Linked DNA regions of Mus musculus: region 2 is linked to region 1. The links are chromatin contacts, called in public promoter capture Hi-C maps. All regions are on one chromosome and are shown on one strand. Each heading gives the region's core, a stretch centred on a gene start, on an enhancer-like site or on the middle of the called end of the contact. The rest is flanking DNA. Distances are from core to core; before and after follow the strand shown.

Region 1 (6,082 bases), core at 2,283-4,782:
CCAGTTTTGGATCTTAGTTAATTCCAAATGTAGTCAGGAAGAATAGCAATCACAGTGTGCAAGCATGAAGACTGGAGTTCGGATTCCCCAGCATCCACATAGATGCCAGACAGACATAGCAGTCTGCCTGTAATTTAACACCCAGAAGGCAGAGATGGGGATTCCCCAGAGCAAGTTGACTACTACACTAGCTGAATCAGTGAGCTATAGTTTCACCTGAGAGACCCTGTCGCAAAGTGATCATAAACACACACTTCATCAACCTCTGGATTCCACACTCATGTATATACATGTCTACATGCACCACACACACACACACACACATGCTTATATACGCCCATATATAGACACACACATATACATACACACACACACACACACACACACACATATATATATATATATATATATATGCAAAAATGTAGCTGCCCATATAGCTGACATTCTTTCCCCCAAGAGGCTTGATCTATGCCCTTGAGTCTGTTGAGCTCTGACTGTCATGGAGTTGGAGGGGAGGGAATGAAGCAATGTACCATCTAGGGTCAGTTCATAAAAGGCCATGGAGCTTCTGCCTTCCTTGCTGAGAACATTAGTGTAGAAATGATGCCCATATTGATCAGAAAAAGGAAGTGATTGGAAAGAATTTGTCTAAGTTGTAAGTGATAGAAGCCCAGTTCAGACTTGTTTGAGCATATTGGCTTACAATACTAAAGAGTTCATGGACAGATGCAGAAAGAGCTAGGTGCTGAAAATCTGGAACTTGATCTGCTCCTCTTTGGGTACTGCACTCATCTGAAATCATCCACTCCTTCTCTTGCTGGTTGTCCCTGTATGGTATAAGATGGCTACCAGAAATCTCAATTTTATAACCAACTATATTTATTAGTCTCCAAGTAGAAACAGCCTTGTTTCCCAATAATTCAACTAGCAAGTTCTAGGATCTAGGAACAACTTTCACTGAACTAATTGAACACACACAGAGAGACACAAACACAAACAAGAAGACACACACACAAACATACACACATAGAAAGACACACACATAGTACATGTATAAATATATACACAGGCACACACACACACCAATACACATACAGGCGCGCGCGCGCACACACACACACACACACACACACACACACACGGATCTAAGCCATGTATGGAACCCTGGAGACAGGATAACCCTGTTGTCATTGTAACTTCATGAATTGAGAATAAACAAACAGGGGTGGGCATCCAAAAAGAAAACAGAAAATAGAGATTGTCTAACCCAATACAGGCAAACTAGGTGAAAACCACACAGGTGTATTGTATTATTCCATATTCTTAATGAACTCAAGCTAAACAGTAAAATGATGACTGCTCAGCCTTGTTTCTTCCACACAGATAAGTAGTTTAAGGACAAAGATTTAATTATATCTCCCAATCACATTAAGTGGATAATAAGACCAAGAGGCTATAGACATCACAGGAAGGGCTTGCAACAATCTAAGGAGTAAATGGATCTCTGGATTTGATCTCAAAGACTCTTGAGCTGTGCCCACAATGGCCTGAATCACAAAACTTTTTCCCAAATCCTCTGGTAGCATAGTGCATAGACTAAGAGTACAAATCCTGACATTGCCTGCAACTGTTGGGTACTCTGACTTCCTTATGGGGTTAGCTAGTCTCTGCCAAGTTACCCAGTCTGTCTCTTAGCTTCCTCATTGGTAAATGAAGATAATAGAACTACCTGGTAGGAAGAGTAAATGAGTCATCATATGGGAAACACTTGCAACAGTGCTTGGGGCAGCATGAGAGCTATACAGTGCCAACCATTTATCACTTGGGAAGATGAGTATTGTGCCAGGGCCTTTGAAGCCTGAGTAAGAAGCTCTGGCATTGGCAAGCAAAAGCACATGACCTTGGCAAAATTGCTTAATTTCTCTGGGACTATTTCATTTCTTTCTGTATGATAGGAAGGCAATTATATCTTTCTGCTTACCTCACAGGGCTGTCATAAACACCAGAGAGGTAATGGATGCGGGATTATTTCAGACATTCAAAGTCTATTATGAATAAGGAACCTTACTAGTGTTATTTCCGTTTGGATTGTTTGACTTGTATATAATTGGGGCAGTTTTACACCTTACTCTTTAACACAGAGAATCATGAGGAAGGGAGCTGGGTGGTGATTGGTGGTGCACACTTCTGATCCCAGCACTGAGTAGCAGAGACAGGGGGCTCTTTGAGTTTGAAACCCACTTGGGCTACAGTGAAAGGATGGCCAAGGCTATACAAAAAAACTTTGTCTCAAAACAAAACAAAACAAAACTCATGGGGACAGAAAATATAAAATGATGATGGATTGGCCAACCAAACCCAGTTCAAAAGTCATGGGAACTGTTTCATGATTTGAAGAAATACCCAGAACTCCCATGGATTAAAATGGATTACAATGGGAAAGGTAATAAATGGAGGCAAAGATATCTTGATTCACTGTATTCTACCCATGATGGGCTCTGACTACTCACAAGCCAGGCTAGGATGAAATCTTATCTCAAGGACTTTGCACTTGGACCTTCCTCCATCAATTTTTGTGCAAATAACTCCATGGCTCATCGACTGTACACACACACTCTCTCTATATATATGATTAAGAGCTGTAGGATCTAGCTTAGTGGTAGAGCTGCTTCCTGGCATTCGTGAAGAGCCAGATTTTATTTTCTAGTACTAAACTAAAACCTGGACCTCGGAGTCTGCGTGTGAATGAAGATCGTCACTTACAAGATGCCCAACTTTGGTTTCCTTGCATGCCAAGGGGGCTTAAAAAAAACAAACAAACATACACTTCACGTTTTGAGTTTATAACCAGCATTACTGTATTATGGGTGGAAACAGCTTTTGATGGTGCACGGTATGTATCGAGCAGCAGTTAATGCTAGGTTGTGACGGTTATGCTTTCTTTCTATAATAAAACCCTTTTATCCTTTTTATTAAAAATTTTCATACAATATATTTTGATCGTGTTTTTCCCTTTCCCAACTCCTCTCAGATTCTCCCAACCCATTCAACTGTACATTCTTCTCTCTTAAAAAAGAAAGAAAGAAAGAAAGAAAGAAAGAAAGAAAGAAAGAAAGAAAGGAAGGAAGGAAGGACGCTGGGCAGTGGTGGCATAAGCCTTTAATCCCAGCACTTGGGAGGTAGAGGTAGGCGGATTTCTGAGTTCGAGGCCGGCCTGGTCTACACAGTGAGTTCCAGGACAGCCAGGATTAGAGAAACCCTGTCTTGAAAAAACAAAACACCAAACCAAACCAAACCCCACCATCACCACCAATCTACAAAAACGAAAATCAAGACCAACAGGCAAATGACAAATATGACAAACAATGTCCAAAACAAAACAAAACGTCCACAAAAATACCACTGAGTTTGTTTTGTGTTGGCCAACTTCTCATGTAGCAAAAACTGTACATCCGCAAACTGCACGACTGACAATCAGGAAGAGCACGCATGCTCGGCCCGCCTCTTCCGCCCACATGACCCACACATCCTGGCTTTCCAACATGGCGGCGCCCAGCGGCACTAACTACACGTGAGGAAAAGCAGGCACCGGAGCATTGGAGAGTACCGCGTGGGAGTAACTTTCTCCTCCGCAGTGCCCGCGGATCCCTTCCTGTCGTCCTGAGACCCTCGCGGGCCGCTGTCCCGCCGCAGCCATGAAGCCAAAGCCACTTTCGCACAAGACCGAGAACACATACCGGGTGAGCGCGGGAGTTTGGGCCCGGAGCCGCGGTTCGCCCTGCCTCTGCCTGACCAGCTGATCGCCTTAACCCCAGGGCCTGCAAGTCCGGGCAGAGCCGGAATCGCTTGCCCGGGGCTCTGGCGAAAATGGGAGACTATGCCAGTATAAAAAAAAAAAAAAAACATTAGTTCGCAGGGGAGTGAGGAAACTTGAATTCCAGAGTCCGCCTTTTAGCGGTGAGATCTGGCCTGTCTGGGCAACTCCCTTCACTCCAGGCTCAAATTGATTGGCCCAGGGGATCGTCTGCAACCGAGTCCCCCTTCTAACTTTAAAGACTGAACAGAGGAGGGTAGAGCGAGCTGGCAAGTGGCGAATGACTTCTGCTGGCTACTGTTGTACTTTATAATGCCTTTCCAAGCCCTTTTGTAACTGAGTCTGTCTGTTTTTAAAAAATATACCTGTTCCCACAACTTAGCGAGATCCCTGTGCTTTCGGTGTGGTGTGAAAGCGTTCGTCCAGGTTCCAGTCTGTGTGGAAATTGTATTTGATAAAACATAATGTAGGAGGTAGATCGGTTGGTGGAGTGTTTGAATAACATTCAGGGAGCCCTAGGTTGGATCCCCATTAAAAACAACAACAGTTACAACAAAAACAGGTGTGATGGCTAAATGCCTGTTACCCCAGACCTGGGGATGTAGAAGCAAGAGGGTCTGAACTTAAATTTTAAGGTCATCGTTGGCTACATAGCCTGTTCCAAGGGTACTTAAGTTAAAAGAAAAAAGAAATACAGATGAAGTAAGTTATGCAAAAAGTACAAGTATTTATTATCTTCAAGTAGTAACTGCTTTTGTTTAGAGTTCTTACATTTACCTTTTGTGTTTCATAAGTAATAGCTGCTCTTATTTTAAAAAGTTACATATTTTATGACCAATAGAAACCACGGGTCTGAAATGATACGCTAAGGGTACTGTTGTTTGTGGTGATGGTCCAGAGGTTGCTCACTGAAGCTCTAAAACGTTCTGTGTTCAGAATTTGATGTGATTATGGTGTAGTTTTACTCCAGCAGATATCAAAACCTGATAAGCATTGAATGCTAATATGTCTTAAATATGCTTTTTCTCTGCAGTTTCTTACATTTGCAGAGAGACTGGGGAATGTGAACATTGATATTATTCACCGTATCGACAGAACTGCAAGCTATGACGAGGTAAGAGGGAGTTTTAAATTTCTCTCACCAATGTAAGTAAGCTGTTTTTCAAGCCATTTGTAATGTACATGCAGTGATTTAGACCTGTGTTGTCTAATTAAAAAACCACACACAGCAAATATGTTCATTCACTTTAAACCTAAATCCCTCAATAGCTATATGCAGCTAGCTGGAATCATTCGAGAGGAGTACCATACCAGATGGTGCATGTTCATCCTGGCCTTGTTCAGTCGGATGATGCCGTGTTGAACTTGACTTGGCTTGACTTGATTCTCAATTGGGTTTTGTTACTGGAAACTCTTCTTTTCTCATGTCCATTGCGAGTGGGTCTACAGACCTGTACTTTTTGGCAGCTCCGATTTTAAAGTGATTTTAGTGAAATCACTTTCCTGGTGTTTAGTTCCTTCCTCTCGAAGATACTAAACTGCACTTTTTTCTGGTTCTAACCACATACCTGCCATCTTCTGTGAAGAAGGGTTTTCCTTTTTGCTGCACCAAGCCCTTAGTGCTTCTGCTAGCCTTTCTTAAAAGCCTTAACCCTAACCTCAGTCTTGTTAGCGTTGACACCTTTAACTTGGGGTTTCAACCTCAGCTCTTCATCTGTTACTGAGCAGATTCTGTACCGAGTCTTTGCCAGCATTGTCTTCTACCACGTTAGCATGTTGAATGATAACATCTAGACCAGCATAAAAGGCTTTGAGAACTCAGTGAAAGGAGCCTTCTGAGAGTGTCAGAAAGGATGTCAGAAGATGATTTTTAAGATGGGACCTGAATTGAGTTTTGCTGTAGGTTTTAGCATGGCAAGAGGACAAGAGTGGCTTTTCCAGGCCAAGGGAAAAGTCTGCACAAAATAGCCGAAGCTCGGGAATGTGTGTCCCATTTAAAGCACTACAAAACTGTTCAGTCTTATAGATGTGTCTAGGGTGCACACGAGTGGGGTGCCTGGAACAGCAGAGGAGGGTAGCTGGAGACATAGGAAAGATCTTCAATAGTTTTATGTGCTGAGACATTTGGATTTTATCCTAAAGCCATAGGATTCTGTTCCTGAACTGTAAGCAGGGGAGTAAGTGACATGATCAAGCTTAAGATTTTTAGCCTGTCTGTCTTTAACGTGAAGGAAAGAGCAGGATGTAAACTAGCAGAGAAGATCTGAT
Region 2 (6,082 bases), core at 1,498-3,997, 590 kb before region 1:
ACACATTGCGGAGGACCCTCCTTGTAGCTGCTCTCATCGGTTTTCTATTGAATACTTATCCGAAGGGCGGTACCGGCTAGGGGAGAAAATTCTCTTTATAAGGGTAAGTCTTCTGGTTACAGTCTGTATTCATGCAGGTTTGTCTTGGAATTGGGTTCACTTTTTACCAACCTCCTTTTGACCCCCCTTTACCTTGTAAAACAAATTAGAATACAGGGGCTGGCTATTCATGGAAGAATTTCACTGTACAGGAAGAAATATGGAATGCTTGATTCCAGGAATTTTAAGTGAGTTTGAGTAGATGCTTTTAACATTCAAGTAACTAGAAGACAGCTGAGACTGCTTAAACATCGAATAGAGTTTAAAAATACTTCCATGTGCTTCTGGGAATTTACTGCATTTTTCAGATTTTCTTTTTTTTCTTTTCTTTTTTTTTGGTTTTTCAAGACAGGGTTTCTCTGTGTAGCCTTGGCTGTCCTGGAACTCACTCTGTAGACCAGGCTGGCCTTGAACTCAGAAATCCGCCTGCCTCTGCCTCCCAAGTGCTGGGATTAAAGGTGTGCGCCACCACTGCCTGGCTCAGATTTTCTTAATGAAATAATTTTCCCATCAACTCCCTAAGAAGAAACGAACAAAATAGAATGTCCACTGAGATTAGTATTAGTTGGTCAGAAAATAAACAGAAGTATTGCCATTTGTGATGAGAGTGCTTTCAGGAGGAAGCACAAGATCTTTGTCTTAGGTCACAGAGCACTATGATGAGGACACCCGTGTATGGCCGTGTTCTGGTTTGGGGTGAGGATACCCAAGTTATGGCCTTCCTTTGCCCCATCCGCAGTTGATTACTTCTTCCTTTTGTTGATAAGACATTAAAATGTCACCCGTTTAGCATTTTTCTACTTTTGATATAACACAAGAGCTGTTTTCTCTCGATTCAGAAACACGGTATAGTTCACACAGAGTCCTCACATTCCCACCCTGGATCCAACTCAGAGAGAAACCCCAATTCACTTCCTGTCTTTGAGTTAGCGTTCTTTCTGCTTTGCACATGCATATAATGTGTTCTGATTATTCTTCATTCTCTTGTTATGGCCCCTCATCCCGATCAACTCAATTTTATCTTCCCTACCAATCCCTTCCTATCCTCATGGCTTTTGGGTTTGTTTTGCCACGTAGTTTAGTTAAGACCTTCTGTGACCATCAGTGTAGGTATTGGATTGAATCTTCCATTGGAGCCCAGCAGGGGTCATCAATGGGTACTCAGTCGAAGGCAGTTTCACCCATCCCTGAAGCAATCAATAGCAAACAGAAGCAGGTTAGTTGGCTGTTAACATTAATTAGCTAAACTAACTGGAAGAGAGACTTGGGACAAGTGACTGTGGGGTCTTGTGGTTTCCTTTCTTAGCACTTAGTCAGCAGGAAGAGGAAGGGTTCCCTAAGCCCCTCCTCCATCCACGCCTGACTGACTGACTGGCCCAGTCCTACACAGGCTCAGTGCAGCCGTCCACAGCAGCTAGGAGTTTATTACCACAATGGCTGTGTCTGGCCCAGAAGATGAAATTTCTTAGCCTTTCTTCCTGTCATCTGACTCTTACACCCTTCCCACCTCCTCTTCCAGACTCTTTCCTGAACCTCAGAGGGAATAAACGACATTAGTTCTGAACACTTATCCATTACATAGACTCGGCATTCACCAGGGCTCACTCCAAAGAGCATGTTCTTTGATTAGGACCAAGAGTAAGCCACACTTAACTGTGTCGTAAACACGAGGCACACAGACTGGGATTTAGAGCTGCAGTGTAAAGCTGAGCTCATATAGATACGAAGATCTACCAGCTGAGCTGGTCACATTGGTAGAGCCAGGGTTTGTTTTATCCCCACAAAAGTGCCTGTGTTGGGGCAGCCTGGCGGGTTTGAGGCTAGCCACAAATACCTTAATCCCTCAGAGCCATTCTTATCTGCAAGGATAACTTATATGAGTGGTTTGTTTTGTTTTAAAGATTCATTTATTTCATGTGTATGAGTACACTGTTGCTGTCTTCAGACACACCAGAAGAGGGCATCAGATCCCATTACAGATGGTTGTGAGCCATCATGTGGTTGCTGGGGCTTGAACTCAAGAACCTCTGGAAGAGCAGTCAGTGCTCTTAACCACCGAGCCATCTCTCCTGCCTTATATAAATGTTTTAAAGATGAAATTGATAGGCTGTAACTTTCAAATTTAAAATACAAGTTTTAGTTGTTCTTTCTAATTGCTTTTTTGCCTACCATGAGGCTTTCTGCTGTCTCCTTCCCTTCTGTCAGTACTCAATCCATGGAACACTATTGTTATTTCAGTTTTCTATATTAATTGTGTGGATTTTAGGATACAAATGATTTGTCAATATTTGTATTACAAAGTAAATGGCTTTTATTATTAGTTGTATAGCCTAATACTAAACTTATTATTTTAGTACCAAGAAAGAGAGAGAGAGAGAGAGAGAGAGAGAGAGAGAGAGAGAGAGAGTGTGTCAGTTTGAAATGAAGCTGTTTCCCAGGTCATAGCAAATGCATATCACGATTGTGACCAGACTGAAGCTATAAACGTCTCAGTTTCCCTGTTGACTTTTTTATTTTCACTTTTGGGGCAGATGCTTCATGGAAAACACGTTATGGTCCGCGTCGGTGGAGGCTGGGATACTCTACAGGGATTTTTGCTGAAGTATGACCCCTGTCGAATACTGCAGTTTGCTACACTAGAACAAAAAATTTTAGCATTTCAAAAAGGAGTTTCTAATGAAAGCGTGCCAGATTCGCCTGCCAGAACGCCTCAGCCTCCAGAAATGAACCCTTTGTCAGCAGTTAATATGTTTCAGAAACAAAATTTAAGACCTGGCACACCAGTGAGTGTTCCGAAGAACAAGGAGAAACAGGTACGTCTACCAGGTGCACGTCTGCCTGCATCGTCAGTAAAAGGTAATTTGGCTTCCCCGTCTACCCGGGCTAAACGGCCAGATTCTCCAGCATCATTTCCACATCCCAAGGTGACATCTTTGAAGGACGCAGCAAAAAAGACGACTGCTCCTTCCAACAGTGTATCGCAGTCCCTGGCTTCTCCAAATCCAGGGTCTAAACCAAGCACTGCACAGTGTGCCTCAGAGTCATCGCGAAAATGTGTCACCTTCCCCAAGACTGCACAGACCAAGGCTATTCCAGCCCAGAATTCAAGAGATCTGTCTAAGTCCAGACTTTTACCAAGTAAATCTCCTGGAAAAATGGAACCAAAGCATTTGAAACACAATCATCTTTCTTCTAGGGATGAGTCACGTATAAACTTATCATCCAAGTCCCCAAAGCTACCTAAAGGAGCCATGCACGGAAGGCCTAACCCTTCTCCTTTCCAGCCACCTGCCAAAGTGACCAAGCCCAGTTCTAAAACCGGAGCCATAGGTCTAGGGACACAGTCTCAGCCACCCACTAGAACGCCGAGGTCAGGAGCAGTCTCAGCACAAAGACTTCAGTCTACATTGAATTTAAACAGTCCAGCTTCTGTGTGCTCAGGGTCCTCTGCAAAAGCTACTCAGGGATCGAAAGGTAAGAATACAGTTTCAGTTGCCAAAAAGCAACCTCAGAGTAAGGGTGTCTGCCGGAATCCGGGACCTGGCTCTTCAAAGTCTCCTGGCCGTACCCCGCTGTCTATTGTGACTGTTCCCCAATCTGCTACCAAGACAGAAACTGTCTCGAAGTCAGCCAAGACTGCCATGAAGGGCCAGTACTCAGCTAAAGGGCCTCCCAAAAGCAGCAAGCCACCAACTTCCTTCAGGGACCCACCCTCATCTGGTAAGGGGGCAGACAGCGGAGATAAAATGCCCACTGCCAGGAAGAAGGAAGAAGATGACCATTATTTTGTTATGACCGGAAATAAGAAGCTTAGGAAATAAATACACTTGTATCGTTTCAGCAAATCAGGGTGATCAATGAATGGCGAGCCACAAGGATCACCAAAGATCTTCCTATTTGTGTCTGTCCGGAGAGCTGCAGACATGAAGTCAAGATGGGATGAAGCTGGGTCAGGGAAAGGACCCATGCATTTTGTGTATCAATGGACAAATGTGTGAGTTTTGACCTGTATCATCTTGCTAATGATGTCTGCTGTTTGAGGGAAGTGTAAAAGTCCAAGAACACTACTAGAATTTTAACTATTGGTGGTATATTTTTGAACACAGGTTAACTGTGGAGGTTATCTGCTAATAGCAACTCCGATACTCTTAAACACTAGTTACTGTGCTCAGCCACAAAGCAATGGTTTGCTTGGCGCTAGTGTGTGCCTGTAATCCCAGCTCCGAAGGCTGAGGCAGGGGTACACAGTAGAAGCCAGCAAGGTTTTGAAATGTGCTGTAATAGGCACCTAATTTATTGGTCAGGAATCCTGGTCCAGCAATCCTAAGTACCAATGGCTCCTGCTGTTTACTTTGATATTATTCTGGATTAAATGGAATTCTTACTATTTAAATCTCTATAATATTTCCGTATCAGAAGGGACTATTTGGTTTTTTAATTAAACTTGGCTTTTTAATACTGTATCATTTTATAACCAATATTTTTGATAAAAAGAAAAAAAAACTCAACCAAGTAAGTTAACTTATTGAATCATAAGCTGAAATTTAGTAAGAATTAAGTTTTTTAAAAAAAAAAAATATATATATATATAATCTAGACACTTTGTATCTTATATTTTTAGATGAAGTCTGTGCAGTGTGACAGGGAAACATTTAATAGCTTTTAGCATACTAAGATATTTTAAATAGACATTTCCTATATGTACATATAAATTTTTTCATTAAAATAATGTGTTTTGATACCAGAATTAGGTTTTAATGATCTTAAAATTAAAAGGGATGGGGGGTGGCTCAATGGATAAGTCATGTCTAGTACAGGCATGGGGATTGGAGTTTGTGTCCCCATACCTACATACAAATCTGGGTGGGCTTGATGGTCTGCCTGTAGTCCCAGCACTCAGGAGGAAGAGACAGGATTTCCTGGGACAAGCTGGCTGGCGAGAGGAGCCGATGGATGAGAGGCAGCTCTTTTGAGAGACCACCCCTACCTTAGTAAAAAAGGAAGATTCCCAAAGTCAATGTCTGTTCTCTCTATGTACAGACTCATACATATATCCTGTTCACATATGCACACACACACACACACACACACACACACGCACACACACCTATGAATGCATATATACACACAGACTCACATACATGCATGCACACCACATATATTGACGCGTACAAAAGATTAAGATGGTATTAAGAGAACCTTTGTGTGATGCTATGCACACATCTCATCAGGTGACTTGTATTTCTTTTGCTAGCACACTGTCGATTTTAATTAGTCTCCAGATTATGTTCATCTTCATTAGTAAGGCCATGTTGTGCTCAGTTTTCCAGTGCCCAGCAGACAGTGTACCTTCTGTTCTGTAGGCAGATTCTCGTCAGGAATATCCAATGATTTCATGACAGCATAAACACCTTCCACCCACAGGGATACTTGTAAATGATTTATGTACAGGCTTGTCACTATTTAAAGTTTATTAATGTACTTTGGGAACTTTTAAGGGTGTTAAGTAACTATGGTATTACCAGTTATCCTAAGTTGTAGGAAGGAAAAGCAGGTCTAAGAGGTACACGCTTGTAATTCCATTACTTGGAAAGTGGAGGCAGGAGGATCAGAAATTCAAGGTCATGTTCAGCTATGCACTAGAGACACGCCTCAAAAAAAATTGTCACTTTGACTCCTCTTTTATAACTCAGATGCCCTCCCTTTAAAATCTGCTTTCCATCCTCCTCCTCTTCCTTTCTTTTCTTTGTGAGACTGAGGATCTATGGTGTCTTACATTGATAGATAAGCATTGCGACTGAGCTTCCTCCTCGGCCCCTTCAAATACGGTTTCTAACACAAACAAAATAGTTGACCCAGACCTGCCATCATTGAATGAGTGAGCATCGTGGCTGGCTGCTGGCATTCTCTAGACCTACATACAGCAAGAGAACCTTGGGTAAAGACCACTGGATCTTTACCCAAGCAGTATGCATAAAATCAA

Evidence for each region. Promoter capture Hi-C pulls out the DNA fragments that hold promoters and counts their contacts.
Region 2: a contact with region 1 is called in a promoter capture Hi-C map of hippocampal neurons, with 2.7 times the contacts expected there. The contact joins the enhancer-like site here to the promoter of Utp20 in region 1. A contact is called at or near these places in 5 of 39 promoter capture datasets (the C10 cell line, embryonic stem cells and hippocampal neurons), 4 of 484 Hi-C or Micro-C datasets (cortical neurons, granulocyte-monocyte progenitors, nephron progenitors and 1 more) and 4 of 115 datasets of contacts at active chromatin or transcription factors (embryonic forebrain, embryonic stem cells, large pre-B cells and 1 more).

Annotation. Positions count from the first base shown.
Region 1 is chr10:88,824,264-88,830,345 of GRCm38.p6, reverse strand. Utp20 (UTP20 small subunit processome component) reads left to right here and starts at 3,532. Exons shown (of 62, transcript NM_175158.3): 1 at 3,532-3,740; 2 at 4,848-4,928. The coding sequence starts at 3,696.
Region 2 is chr10:89,411,041-89,417,122 of GRCm38.p6, reverse strand. It overlaps Gas2l3 (growth arrest-specific 2 like 3), which reads left to right. Exons shown (of 11, transcript NM_001033331.2): 10 at 1-103; 11 at 2,631-6,082. The coding sequence ends at 3,920. Among named protein-coding and RNA genes, the nearest start is that of Gas2l3, 30 kb to the left of the region's middle. Within about 2 kb of position 2,747, at least 39 of the 459 cell types and tissues checked have an H3K27ac peak or open chromatin away from gene starts, as enhancers often do. A contact at or near this core is called in hippocampal neurons and pro-B cells, where this site is marked.